Linked DNA regions of Zea mays: region 2 is linked to region 1. The links are chromatin contacts, called in public Hi-C maps. All regions are on one chromosome and are shown on one strand. The core of a region is the stretch at or near the end of the contact, and the rest is flanking DNA. Distances in the headings are between cores, read along the strand shown. Region 1 holds the start of LOC103157010 (acyl-[acyl-carrier protein] desaturase). Region 2 holds the start of LOC100282792 (26S proteasome non-ATPase regulatory subunit 3).

What was found. Hi-C and Micro-C count contacts between places; a contact is called where the count stands out from the background.
Region 2: a Hi-C map of ear shows a contact between it and region 1, with 2.8 times the contacts expected there. The contact joins the promoter of LOC100282792 here to the promoter of LOC103157010 in region 1. A contact is called at or near these places in 5 of 25 Hi-C or Micro-C datasets (bundle sheath, ear, leaf and 2 more).

The regions. Positions count from the first base shown.
Region 1 is chr4:223,802,814-223,810,202 of Zm-B73-REFERENCE-NAM-5.0, forward strand. It overlaps LOC103157010 (acyl-[acyl-carrier protein] desaturase), which reads left to right and starts at 3,708. Exons shown (of 4, transcript NM_001291754.1): 1 at 3,708-3,846; 2 at 4,631-4,726; 3 at 5,123-5,245; 4 at 6,246-6,611. The coding sequence starts at 3,796. The coding sequence ends at 6,371.
Region 2 is chr4:224,048,582-224,056,425 of Zm-B73-REFERENCE-NAM-5.0, forward strand. LOC100282792 (26S proteasome non-ATPase regulatory subunit 3) reads right to left here and starts at 5,231. Exons shown (of 8, transcript NM_001155698.3): 1 at 4,926-5,231; 2 at 4,635-4,825; 3 at 289-426; 4 at 73-209. The coding sequence starts at 5,016.

The DNA of each region.
Region 1 (7,389 bases), core at 2,458-4,957:
TAGGAAGAGCGGGGAAACGAGTACCAGGGGCACTCGACTGATTTGTAGAAGTGGGGGCAGTGGTAGGACGAATGAAAACAGGCTGTTTGAATGGATAGGAGGGTGGACGAGGCGAAGAACGATTCTGATTAAAAGGTCGGATTACCAACCTGGTTCGCTTCTCAGGTCCCTGATTAGACCTGTCACCTCCAAATCCCTTTGATTTTCCATGGCCTGTATTCTTGGCTTCTACTGCCAGCGTCGTGCTGACAGCTCTGCTATAAGTAAGATCCAGGCAGGTAGCCTTTTTCCCTTGGAGCCTGTCGTTGAGTCCCGTCATGAAGCAATTCTTTTTCTTTAGATCAGTATTCACTTGGTCAATAGCATATTGGGAAAGATGGTTAAACTTGTTGAGATACTGCATTACAGTATCTCCCCCTTGCTTTAGTCGAATGAACTCCTCTTGTTTCATGTGAAGCACTCCCTCTGGAATGTAGTGTTCACGGAATGCCAGCTTAAATTCTTCCCAAGTGACCTAATGTCCAGCCGATTGAACTGCTACAAAATTCCCCCACCACGTACTGGCAGGGCCTCTCAGTTGTTGGGCAGCAAATAACGGCTTCTGTGTTTCTGTGCAACGAACTAATCCAAACTTTTGCTCCATTACCCTTATCCACTCATCAGCTTCAAGAGGGTCTTCGGATTTAACAAAGAGCGAAGGACGTGTCTCAGAGAATTCCAAATACGAGGTTTCACGCGGTCCTTGTGGAGGAACTCTCCCGCCATGCTGCTGGAATTGATTACCCGCCATCTCGCGCAAGAAGCGGGTATTATCTGCCGTAGCATTGACCAAGGCAGCGATAGCCTCGGCCAGTGTCGGTGGTACAGGCGGTGGGTTGGGTGTATCTTCCCGACCACGAGAAGTCCCCGCCCGTCGTGAGCGCGAGTCCGTGATGGCATCTGAGGCAAAGAGACATTTAGGAAAAATATGACATGCCAGTACATACCATCATATTACATTACCAAAATGTAATTATACCAGGGTTCATTTTATCGATAGGAAAAAATATCGGAGGTTGGCGATAAACAGGATTATCGGATTTATCGGAATTTTATCGGCGATAGACAAATTTTTTCGGTACAAATTTGAAGAAAATGACTTATTTTGTTTGAATGTCATGTAGATTTTATTTAGACATTTAACAAATGAAAACAACACAGACCATCTAATCAAGTAAATTTAGGGTTTTAGTGTTCTGGAAGAAAGTGAGAAGCCATATAGACCATCTGACTTCTAATTTGAACATTTTTATAGTGTAAATTCAAAAAAATTGAAAATTTCGGCTGATAGAAAAAAATATCGGAGGTCACCGATAAACAGGAAAATCGGTTTTATCGGACATCATATCGCCGATAAAGTTTTCCCTGAATTATACAGACTCCAGCGTACAACTTAACTTTAGTACTTATTTTACATAAGTATAACATCTAAACTATACTATTCTAGTCTTCGTCATCCTTGGTTTCTTCATTTCCTGCTGCAGGAGACCGTTCATCAGCAAGGTTCATGGAAGGAGGGGGCTTAAAAAGGTCCAACTCCTCATCAAGTCCTTCGTTTGCTATTCCTGACGGTCCGGCTCCCATAGCAGCGTCGGAAGGCACGTTTGGGTGTAGTCGAGCATACAGTACATGTACTTCCTCATGTAAAGTATTGCAGTATACTTGCAGACTATCGAGGGCCGCACTAAGCTCAGTCACACGAGCTCGAGTTTTTGCTTCGTGGTCCCAAGCAACCAAACGTGAGTTACTGTGTCCTCCTCGGCGGCACGCACGAAGAAAGGGTAGGAGCAAGACCGACTCGCCCCGTACCTGCGTCGACGAGTGTCGGTCGGCTCGCGGTTGTGACCGTGGGCGAGGGCAGCGAGTTAGGGAGGAAGAACAGGCTGGGATGATGAACAGGACGTCCGACGATGGCGAAAACGATGGTGCGCGCATGCTGTGAAACATACTCGTGGACGTGCAATAGCCATTATGCGAGCCGATTTCGGGGCTGGTGTCGGACGAATACGGGGAGGAGGCGTCTGCTCCCACACCCTCTGCCGAGATATTGGACAACCAAGGCCCTTAGCGCGGCAGCAGTCGGCATATGCTACGGAGTTGGTGGTGGTGTTGTGTCGCCTCGATGGGTCTAGGGCTGGGAAGGCATTCACATTCTCTCGCCCTCTCAGACTGGCGCCTGGTGCGGTTGCCTCTCGATTTGGAGCTACTTCGGCTGGACTTCTTTCTCTGCTTGCGTGCTCTCTCCATATATGTATCTAGCAGTATACTACCTATGTCGCCTCCAGATGCCCAGGTCTTTGTCATGTACTTCTCCGGCAATGAACAGGTATGCCTGCCTCTTCCCTTCCCTTCCTGCTCTACGAAACCTTGGAAGTGGGGGAGGCGAGGGATCGGGGTTCCTGATTTGCTGCCTATGGTACCTGTTCGATAACTCGACATCGCATGTCTATATGGCCTTTTCCTTACCATGGTGTCGACTCGGTATGCTTCTACCACTTCTATGTACATGTCATCCATTCTTTTGTCATTGCAAAAATTATTATGTTGTTCCTCTGTTGTTTTGGGTGTTAGTTTTTTTATTGTGCTATGGACTAAACATATTTTGGGCGTGTTAATAATTTATTTATTTTCTGCACATGCTTTGTGTTCTTCTCATGATGGCTCATGATTCCTGCAAAATATGTGTTAAAATTTGGAGATCCATGCGGGCACTACCACAATGCGCTCGTCCCTTGTGTTCTTGGCTCTTGCATGTATTAGGTTGTTTCTGAGACCACATTGGCGCAATGTACTTTATGGTGTTTGAGGTTGCTGAATTGGATAGAGCAGCAATGATTTATCACACTAACAGTAAAAGTAATGGTTATTTGTTGGTTTTAAACGTTAGTAATTGCTACGAAGTACCATAATTTGTATGGAGCGCATCCAGTTTTTATTGATGCCTACTCCATATTTTGATCTATATTTTTTATAAGTTTGAGTTCATATGACTTATTTTAGAAACTTGAGCTCACAAATTTTCTCTTATGTGGTCTCTGTATGGTGGAATTATGTCATTCTATAATATCTATTCATTCAGTAGTCGTTGTAAACTCTCTTCTAATCGCTCCATTCATTGACCGTGTTGTACCAAGACATATTGGATGGAATAAACAACATCAGTTAGTTAAATAAAAAAAATTATGCGGAGAGCGGAAACAATTAATAAAAAAATCTTGAGATCTTTTTGTGGATAGTATATGTGGGTATTGTTGTGAGCCATTGAAACACACAGGCAACCGACTAGTATACAAAACAACACTGTTTTGTTTGTCTTTTCGGAAAAAAATAACCATTGTTAACACGACAGGGCTATATCAACAATGGCATGTAATTCACGGGAATTGATACTGCTCATCTTTCTCCGCGGATGGTCCGCAGCCCGCCTTCTGATGGGCCTTACACGTACACCCTTCCGTTGCTCATGATGGACCCTGCGGCCGATCATCGACGAGATGCTGCACACGGCCCACCATCCAACCGCCTGCCTGACTGCGCAGCGGTGGGGTCTCGTGGACCCCGCAGCCCGTCGATACTACCGATGCCGACGGCCGTGTTGCCACCCCGCCGTGTATAAAAGGGCCCTCACTTCGGACAGGTCACTGCTCTAACTCCAACCTACCCAGCCTCGGCCAGCCACCTCCCCGTCGCTCTCACGCTCTTCGTGCCCGCCGCCTCCCCTCTTCCCCTCCACCTCACTCCTCCCGTCTGACGCACATGGCATCCATCGCCGGATCTTCCGCTCTCTCCTTCGCCATGCCTGTCAAGGTAATTATACTCAGATCCGAGGCCGCGAGCGCCACCTGCTGTTCGTTGTCCGTCCGTTGCTCTTTCCAGATCCATCTCTATATATCAATATATGCCTGCCTTCCGCGTCGCGCATGGACGCGGGGGGGAGGGGGGGGGTTGTCGGGGGGTCTGAGTTCTGTAATATTAAGGTTTCCTGCCTCACATGCGTGCGCGTGATCTAGAGGGACTCTCGTCCCTTGATTTGCACTCGTGGTGAATGAACTGGTGGCTCACCACTGCGAGAGCATGTGTTGGATTTACGGCTGGATGAAACCCTTTTTTGGTTCCATGGTGAAAGCTGACCTTTATGGGTGTCTGGCTTTATTGACCCTTTTTCTAAAGGGGATTTGTGCAGATCTGCTTGCACGTACATGATGAATTTCATTTATTTATGTAACCATACGTTGGCCTTGCAGGCTTAGATCATGGTATACTGCACATAATGATTTATGCATACTTCTTTCCGTTTCACTAAATAATATTCAGTATAATTATTTGTTTCGGATGCGATTTCAATTGGAGGGGATAGTGTTGGAATCTCAGTACTACAGGGCTGTTTGGTTTGTTGCCTTAGCTGCCACAAAATGCCTAACTTTTATGCCTAAGCTTAGTTCTTAAATTTGAGCGCCTAAGGTTAGGCAAATTGTGGCACCTTAGGTAGGAAACCAAACAAGCCCTACATCTCATGGCCTTGATTTTGGTCACACAACAGGTCAAATATTCATTCTTCTTCATGTTTTAACTGTACTTTCTTGAATTGCAGGCAATCAACTCAAATTCTCTAGCCTTCTCCCCGGTGAGGAAGGGTAACACATTCCTCCGCCTGCAACCAGTGCCTATGAGATCTGTTTCCTGCGCTGTGAGTTTTATACTTGGCCTTACAATGCACAAATATATTTGGCGAGGGTTTTCTGTATCATAACAATGCTAGTGATTTACCTGAGTTATTGCTTCTGTGCATAATTATGACAAAGCTATTGATTTCCTAAATCAACTGTGTCTCTGGATCTCAACTGAACTAGTAATCTGTATATACTATCGGTCAAGTTTCACCAAAGCTCCTTATTGTTTATAGAAGGGCTCTGTTTTCTTCCCTTACCTTTGTTCTGGAAGTCAAGGAAACTTATACGTGCTCCTAGTGTTGTTGCAGTGCTCTTGATCTAGCAAGATAACCATACTCCCAGTGACACCTTTTTCAATATATATTCTCTTATACTGCAAACATAATGAAATTTCAAAATATGGATTATGACAGGCCAAGAAGGATACGGTGGACAAGGTTTGTGAAATTGTGAAGAAGCAGCTTGCTCTTCCTGACCACACTGAAGTTTGTGGTGAATCGAAATTCTCTGAACTTGGTGCGGATTCGCTGGACACGGTAAATCACAATATTTCTTTTCGCTGATGTCATCTACATATGTCACTTGTAAAATGATTTTTTAATGGAAATGTATGGTTGTGAATTTGTCAATTTATACTTAGGCCCGTTTGTTTTGTTGGAATTGAATTCCATTATAATAATCATAATTTAGACAAACTAATTAAGTTAATATATTTATATATTTAATATATTAGTATATTATCCTGAATCATATGAGAGATATAGTTATACGCTACACGTATGCTATAGAGAAGTAAGTATAAGAGTGTGGTATAAGTTGTATATTAGAAAAGTAGCATGTAAATTTATAGAACCAATTTTATCTCTCACCCTATGAATTTGAGATAGGCTTATATATAAACTTTGGAAAGTTATGGAATGTCACATTCTAAAAAAATAGCTTACTCCATTAGTTAGATTCCAATTCTTCGAAATGATGGGAAACAAACGGGCCCTTAGCCTAATGCAACTACAATGCCCTATTTTTTTTTCTTTTGGCCTGAATAATTAGAGAGACTGCAAACAGTAAGTAAACTTTGACCTATCTACTTCATACTGAGGAACTTTGTTGCTTCAATATAATCGCTGTACTCCACACTTGCCTCCAGGACATTGTCAGTCAGTCTGTAATTCCTTATTCCCTATAAGGACTAAAGAAGCACTTTGAAATAATGTTCTGTGTAGTACCACAGATAATGCATACTCCATCTCTGGATGAATCAACTTCTAGAGTTGCAACAGTTTGATCAATTTCATACAAAAGGTACTAAAAACTCTGACAACAAAAAGGAATACCATGAAAATATGTTTCGTGCTGTATCTGACTATTCAAATTCCTTGTCATAAATATCAGTTTTTTCTATCAAATTCAGTCAAACTTAAAAAGAAAAAAAGGATTAGGACAACTCTAGAGATGGATTTATTCAGGCCGGAGGGTGGATATAACTTGACAGGCGAATGAAAGACGTTGCTAAAGGTCCTTGCAAATTCGTTGCAGGTTGAGATTGTGATGGGCCTTGAGGAGCACTTCGACATTAGCGTGGAGGAGTCCAGCGCGCAGACAATTGCCACCGTTGAAGACGCCGCTGACCTCATTGACAAGCTTGTTGCTGTGAAGGCATAGGCCGCATCTCTTCTATCATTGTCTTACCACTCTAGGTTTCTATGGTCTGAAGACTTGTGATTTTCTCCGCACTGCTGTTGCTATTCCCGTGTCGTAATAATACGAGATGTTTTAAGCGGCTGAACACACGGTGGTGTAATCTGTTACTGGTAAGGTGCATTGTTGTATGAATTGTTTCTCACCCAGAAGAACCAGACCATCGGGGATTCTAGCATCATATATAGTGTTGAAAAGATGAGCAAAGCCGAGTGCGTTTTTTTTAAATCATTTCCTCTTCTAAGGCCCACCTTTTCAACACTATATTAAATCATTTCCTCTAGCAGACAATGGAAATCAAAGGTCTTGCAAGTTGCGGATAATTATCTATAGTGTAGAAAGAGAACAGACCTTGCAAGACACAGCCTCGCAACACCAGTGTCCGAGGGTCGTCAGGCAACCCCAAAAAATAATCAGAAGTTCAGCACACACATCCATCACCCAAAAGAAGACGATCAGGGTTGTACTTGAGCGATCTCCACGAGGGCGCCGACAACGCGGGCTGTCGGGCTTCATGCTAGCCCCGCCAACGGACCCCGTCTCATGTCATAATTGTTGAAGAAAGATTGTTCCCCTTACTATACTGCCATTGCTATGTGTTTTTGTCTGGAAGTAGTACAGAGGGCTTTATTAGTCTGTTGTTTATTGCAAAAGCAATCCAAGCATGCAGATTAATGTGGCATGGCATATTTGGTCTGTGTGCCCAAACCAGCCACAGGAAAATTTAGGCAGCCCTATGAGTTTGGATGATTGCCAAAATTTAGCAAAAATCCATGGTTATGGTTCATATGCTATGCATTTTTACTGCAAATTCTTGGCCAAATGCAACGTCGAATCAAAACCTTGACTAAAATTAATGCTAAAATTTGGCAGGGCTAGTTTGGATACAAACTAAACAAGTTTATTCAACCAGTGTAATTTACAGAAGGTCGGTGTGGGTCAGAGAAATGAAATAAAAAAATATTATCATCTTACCAATAGT
Region 2 (7,844 bases), core at 3,981-6,480, 250 kb after region 1:
AACCGAAGTGAAAACAGAAGATGCTAGGGTTGGTCCTGGGAGTGAACAGTTAGCAAGAAACATTTGACTTACCCACGGATTTCAGCAAGGCTGTTGGTAAGCTCATACACATAAGAGTAATAGAAGTACAGTCGTGATGCCAAAACATCAACAGTTCTCCGGTTTAGATTCTTCAGGCGAGCAATGCTCACACTTGCGCATGCCTTAGCCTTAATATATAAAAGCAGAATTTCGAATTATTATGTTTCACACATCAAATATAAGGAAAATCAGTGGTTCCATACGTACCTCATCATATTTCTTATGATCAATAAGGAAAATCAGTACGAGCAAGTAGCAATATATTTCAATCTCAGGGAGACCATGTTTGATTGAAATCTGAGTTGCTGGAGCTGCAGCATCAACATCCATCTCAGTATCATCTTCCTGAAAGAAATTACATGTGAATATTAGGAGTTATGAATGTGGTAAATTTTATTAAAAAAAACTCACTCGTTTATCTCATACAAAACAGAGTGATAGCACTGTAGGTTTAGATAAACTAGAACAAGAAGCAGGCGTAGCAAAATCTGCTTAACAGGGCATGAGCTTCTTCAGTTCTTCACATACAGAAGATTCAGACCAACTAAGTCTACCAGATGTGAAAATTCACAATACCATTTTCCAAAGTTTTAGTGTAGTTATCTATTACACAAACAAGGAAAACTAAGCTCTGAAGATTCAACTGTAGTAATGACTTTTTAATTCATCCTCAGCTAGCATCGCCCATCTAATTTCATTTCTCAAACCCCTAAATGTCATCTGCTAGGCCTAGTATCAAGCCATAAAAATTGTCAGATGAAAATTGGCCCACCTGGAATGTACCTCTGCAAGTATTCAATGTCTGCTGTAAAAATATTAAGATTGCTATAAAAAACATTTCACAGGCTCCAGTTTGTGATCTTTACAACAGATGTCGCAAGAAAGTAAACCGGTGGTCAAGGCATTTGGGCTGCGCGGATCTGCACGCATGTACACACAGCTCTGTTGTCAAGGGCGTCGGGACCTAGGGTAGCTGGCCCTTGGCTACAGAGTTCGTAGCCACGGTCCGTCGTCGCCGGCGAGGTTTTGCCTCTCAGCCGTCGGCATGTTGGGAGAGAGAAACAGGAGATTAGGGATAGTGATCTTGCTTAAAATTCTCAATGTCTGGTTACAGGAATATATGGCCAAGGGCCCAACTAATCTTAGGAATAAGAATAGAAACTAATCTCTCCTAGACTTAGGGAATAATAATAGAAACTAATCTCTCCTAGACTTAAGGAATAGAAACTAATCTCTTTGTTGGGAATAGTCTCACATTGTGTGGTGAGGGTAAGAAAGCATGGTTTATATGGTTGAGGGTGCAACCCCCTGATAGGCTAGCTTTTTGGGGGGAGTGTTGGCCCAAGAGACCTAAAGCCCGCTGCTATACGTGCGGGCGCGTGTGTCGCGGCCCGACAGCCTGGGTGGACGCGCCGTGTGTGCGGGCGGCCCCGACGGACACGCCATGTGTCGGCGGTCCGGTTCCAACAATTGGTATCAAAGCCAGGTTGGCCCAGTGCATTCTCAGACAAATCTCGGCACACAATGTGTGAGGGGGAGATTGTTGAGAATAGTCCCACATTGTGTGGTGAGGGTAAGAAAGCATGGTTTATATGGTTGAGGGTGCAACCCCCTGATAGGCTACCTTTTTGGGGGGAGTGTTGGCCCAAGAGACCTAAAGCCCGCTGCTATACGTGCGGGCGTGTGTGTCGCGGCCCGACAGCCTGGGTGGGCGCGCCGTGTGTGCGGGCGGCCTCGACGGACATGCCATGTGTCGGCGGTCCGGTTCCAACACTCTTTAGCCACTCGCGGTGGTTTCCTCCTGTGCGCGCGCAGCACGCTCTGTGGCGCGGCGCACGTCACGGCAGCGCTTATACGTGCGCCCCCACATGACATCTGTTGTGGTTCGAGATTCAAGCGGGGTCAGAGTCAACCCTCTGGCTATCCTTTTTGAGAATATAACTAAATTATGAACACATGTTACTGAGATGGTAGTGCTTTTGAAAGTTGAAAGAATCACAGACCAACTAAGAGTCTACCAGATGTGAAAATCCATTGTACCATTTTCAAAGTTGTAGGTGTAGTTAACTAGTTGCACAGATAAGGAAAAGCAAGCTCTGAAGATTCAACTGTAATAATGACTTTTTAATTCGTCCTCAGCTAAGTGGAATCTAGGTATATAAAGACAATGGACAAAATTATGAACACATGTAACTGAGAAGGTAGTGCTTTTGAAAGTTGAAGCCTTGAAGCACAAGAGGTTGAAAATACAAATGATTGTAGGATCTACTTACTGCATAGTAACGGAAGATCTAAGAAACTAGCAGTGCCAAACAATTACCATATTCAGGAGAAAAACTAAAGCATGAAAAAAGCACTATGGGCTAGGCCGAGAGCACATCCTGCAGCCGGTTGCCACTCAACAGGCCAAGCATCGTATCTCCTTCTATGCTGATGATGTTGTTCTGTTCTACGGCCTTCCAACCAAGATATCTCAGCATTTGTCAGCATTTTGGACATTTTTGGTCATGCTGCAGGTCTACAAACCAATATTTCCAAGAGTTCAGTTACCCGAATACAATGGGGAGGATGAGCTGGCCATCATCGCTGATCTGCTGCCTTGTGAAATAAAAAATTTTCCTTGCACTTACTTGGGAATCCCTCTATCAATCCGGAAGGTCTCTAACACTGACCTACTGCCCCTGATTGATAAAGTTGCTGACGAGCTTCCTGGATGGAAAGCAATCTCTTGAGCCAGGCTGATCATCTTGTTTTGGTTAAAGCAGTACTATCTTTTGTCCCTGACTATCTCATGCTTGCGCTGGAACTCCCTAAATGGCCCTTCAAGGCGATTGATAAGAGAAGAAGAGGTTTCTAATGGAAAGGGCAAGGTAATGCAAAAGGAGGTAACTGCCTTGTATCTTGGGAAACTGTCTAGCGGTCTTTACGGTATGGTGGTCTTGGTATTCTCAACCAGGAGTTATTTGGCTGGGACTTACGTATCCGATAGCTATGGCTGCAAAAAATCAATTCCTCGAGACCATGGTCTAGACTCCATGCCCAAGTTAACCGCAATGCAAAGGCCCTTTTTGATGTGGCTGTTGTATCCGTGGTAGGCAATGGTGAAACTGTAAAGGTCTGAACCAACTGTTGGCTTCTAGGTAACACTGTTGCTGAATGCTGACCAACTTTGATCAAATTGATATCGAAAAGGGCTTTAAAACAGAGAACAGTAGCACAAGGACTCACAGACCGCAAATGGGTTTCAGATATAAGAGGAGCTCTGTCTGTGCAGGTGCTAGTGGAATATCTGCATCTTTGGAATATGGTCGATGGGGTGGAACTTCAGCCTGACACCGCCGATCAACACATCTGGCGCCTCTCCGGCCAAGGTATTTATTCCAGCAAGTCGGCATATGATGCATTCTTTACTGGATATATCATTTTTGCTCCCTGGCGGTGTGTCTGGAAGACCTGGGCTCCCTTAAGATGCAAATCCTTTGTATGGTTGGCAATCAAAAACAGGGTATGGACAGTTGATAGATTGGCCAAAAGAGGACTGCCCCATCCAGCTGCATGCCCTCTTTGTGACCAGTCTGAGGAGAGCATTCAACATTCAACATACTCTTGTCTCATGTATTTTTGCCCGGCAAGTCTAGTCGATGATCCTCAATAAGCTAGGCCTGCTCGCCATTGCCCCTCAGCCAGGATGCAAACGGTTTTCGAACTGCTGGGGTCAAAGTATCAAAAGTGTTGAGAAGAGATTAAGGAAAGGACTTAACTCCCTAATCATTTTGGTAGCTTGGGAGATCTGGAAGCACCGAAATTCTTGTGTTTTTGAGGGTGCTACACCCTGTGTCCAACGTGTAATGTTAGATGCGGTTGAGGGTGGTGCTTGGCTTGAGCATCAGCTCTACAGGACCTCCTCCTGTGCCAGTTCCCCATAGGAAACTAGCAGGTATTTCGGCGGTAGTTTTTTGTAGTTTTGTTCCTTTGTATGTTTGGAACGCCATTCCCTAGTCTGGGTATTTGGCCTCATGGGCCTTGTAACGTGGGTTGACAAGTCTTGTCTCTCCTATCTTACTTTTCTCCTTAATGAAATGACACGCAGCACTCTTGCGTTTGTTTAAAAAAAGAAAATCCAACCGCACATGTGCAAATCATACATAATCCATAGGAATAATGCAAGTTGTCCAATTGTGACAACGGAATATACACATGATGGTAAGACTTCTTGTCTTAAAAGTTTAGGCTACATAACAAATGCACAAATAAGGATGCTAGAAGTGAAGCATGAGTGAATGACTAGCTTATTTCAGATGAGAAGTAACAGACTAACAGCAGGGGACAAACATGTATGTCAACTATAATGGACATGGAAAAATGAAATTGTGCAGTAGCAAATCAATATCCATAATAGTGAGATTAATATACAAGGCACTGTACAAGTATGTTCGATCTAGGATACAGCGAGGTCCAGACATAACAAATCTGGCGAGTACCAAAGCCTAGCTTCTCTAAACCAGTCTCCTAGTGGCAATAGCTAGCAGCAGAGGCGGGAAAGTGAATTTTACCTTGGGCACCAGGGCAGTGAGGCGTCCGTAGGCTTCGGAGGACGCGGGTAGCGCGAAGGCGAGGAAGGCGGAGACGTCCCGCGCGGCGAGGCGGCGACGGAGCGCGACGGTGAGGCGGAAGGCGCGGGAGATCCGGCGGACCTCCTTGGACAGAGAACCGGCCTCGATCACGGACGCGATCTCCTTCAGATCTGACATAAGCGCCGCTTCAGCCACACCGAATCTTCGTGGAGATGTTACATAAGAACTCTAGGGTTTTGGGGAGGGGAAGAATGGATTGAGGGAGCATACGGTGTAGTGTGGAGAGCGCCGGCGCCCCGACGGCGGGAGCTGAGGCCGCAGGCTGGGGCTCCGAGTCGTTCATCTGCACGTCTTCCGTCATCGTGGAGGCGGCGGCGAGCAGAACTGCCGGAGTAGGAGAGGATTTTGTGGCGTGGTGGCGGATCGATGAGCAGTGCCTTTTGCTTCGGGCTCAAGAAGGTCGCTTCCGGGTTCGATTACCTTGGTTCTCCTTCACCGCTTTGTGGTGTCCTCGTGTCCCGCTCCACTTGGCATCAGAAACCCAGCAGCCCTGCAGCAGACATTTCTGGGCTGCCTGATATTCGTCGTTGTTGGGCATGGAAAATATTAGGATGGCTAAATGGACAGGCCCGAAGCGTTTTAGCCCGTAGTCCGTGGGCTTTTTATCTCCTCCAAATAATCATACTTATCTTTTCTTGTGTTCCGTTTAGATATCGAGAAAACATGAAATTGAATTAAGTTTAACACCAAATCAACCCTGGCTTAAAATAAGATGTAATTTTATTTCTATTGTTTGGATGTTATTAAATTAGAGTTTAGAATTATGTGATCTAATTCCACACAATACAGAGGAGTGATACTTTTTATTGAGAGGAGTTTCTAGTTATAGTCCAATTCTATAGAATTAGGTCTCAGATTCCAAATCTTAATTCTATATGCAATCAAACAATAGAATTCTAGAAAGCTTATTCCAATTCCAATTTCTATGCTGCAATATCTACATCCTTTTGGATATTGCAGTTATTTAATATAGAGTAAATTTTATTGGCAGTTCTCGAATTGGTATCGAGTTCTCATCCAAGTTTTGATAATTTTAAATTATACAATGAGCTATATGAACTTATTTTAAGTTTTTATCTAGGTCTTGGTACTTTCAAATTACATATTTAGCTCCCTATACTTATCTAAAGTTCTCGTATAGGTTTTGAATTACGTATGTAGCTTCCCAATCTTGATAGTTTAAAAATACACTCTCAATGCACTAAAATTATATTATTGTACCATTCCCACACACTACGTTGGGTGTGCAAACATAACTTCCTAGGACTTGCTTTGACGCACCAATCTTATTGTGCTTCCACACGTCCCAGCCGAGCATTCTCTATCGTGACATCGACCCTCACCTCATGATAATCGCATTCGAGCATCATTTATCGTGACACCAACCTTCACCTCATGATAATCGCATTCAACACCACCATGGTACCCCTTTTGCTCCCTTGTCGAGTAGGAGCTCATGTTCACATTGTCACAATCGCTCTGCGCTTAGTTTCCCACACTCCCAACCCCAATCACCTCCAACCCCAATCACCTCCCTCGACAACAATTGTAGTGCAATAGAGTGAGTGGAGCACGCAACATGGTGGTGCAGCGGGCATGACATGCACAAGAATTTCTTATAGGCCAACTAAATATGTGTGGGCTTTTAAGCCAACCCAAAAAAAATGGACCAATTTTTTGTTCCATGTGGCCTAGCCAGCGGAAAATTACTAACTTCCGTAGGCTAGAACAAGGTGCCAACTAAAATTAGTGATCTTTTTGGCTCTATGCATGCTTATAGCTGACAAAAAAATACTAATTTCCATCAACTTCTCTCTTGGCCAGCAGAAGTTAGCTACTTCAACATGTCGTCCTCATGTGTGCCTATGATGGTCTCTTATCACCATCCTCACTACTCCGTAGAGATCGCAATGGAGACCGAACCTTGATTCTCCGTCGAAATTCCCCTATTACAAAATGGGCATGAAGATAATTTAGTCCTTGTGGGGATCGAAACCAGAAAAAATAGTCCCATTTCAAGAGGATGGAGATGAGGAGCCATTCACTGTCCCCATTCCTTTGTACCCACTCTCCAAACTTCTCCTGATCTAAATTAGTCCATTGACTTGTTAAAAATATAATAAAAACTCAATACATAGCCTATTATAAAATGACAAACTAAACTCTAAAGTATATGTCTTTTATAATTCAAATATTTTTGCCCAATTTATATTGATTTGATATAATCAAATTAAATTCTCTACTCTATAAATGAAAGGGAAATATGCCCTTGAGCCATTTCTATATTGTTTTGGTGATTAGATACACAACACATTATGTTTAACTAACATGATATATGAGCAAAAGTGTATGAAGCAAATTGAGCTCCGAAGAGGACATAATGAAAATCTATATGGATCAAGCAAAAAGGTATGCTCGAGACACTTAGTCAATTGTTTTGTGTGCTAATTATGTTTGTCTAAGTGCCAGGGATTCAGCTAAGTCAAGTCCAAAAGGAGAAAAAGAAGACAAAGGAAGAAACAGAGAAAAGGTGCTGGACTGTGTAGCCCCAGACAGTCTGGTGCCAACCACCTGTAACACCCAAAATCCATCACCTAAAAGCAATTTAGTCTAAGTTATTGGTTTCCAATAGAAAGGAAAATATTTATGTTTTCAAATAATGAATGGTGATATAATTAAAAAAACAATTTCTTGAATAGATAGAATTTTACCAAGTGGTTGATGCATTTATGCCGAACCATAAATTTTATTTGATTTTATTTGCAAATCCATTTTTTATTTTGTGATAAAAATCTCATTTTATAAATTAATGATGGATGATTACAATATTAATTTTGGAAGGTACGAATTTGTGAGATTTTTTGTTTCTGAAAATATATATTTATTTATATCATTAGTTAGATTTATTTGTTGGAGTGAAGTCTTTTCCTAAAATGAAATGAGTTGCTAAATAATATTTTTCTAAAAGCATGTATATTCTTTTGTATATAATATATTTGGATTTATCTATTTTTTAATATTAATATATATATACATACTTATTTTAAGTAAAAGACAAGGAAAACAAATAGTAAAAAGAAAAAAAAAACACGCACGTGGCCATCCCGTACGCTTTCCTTTTATCTCCTC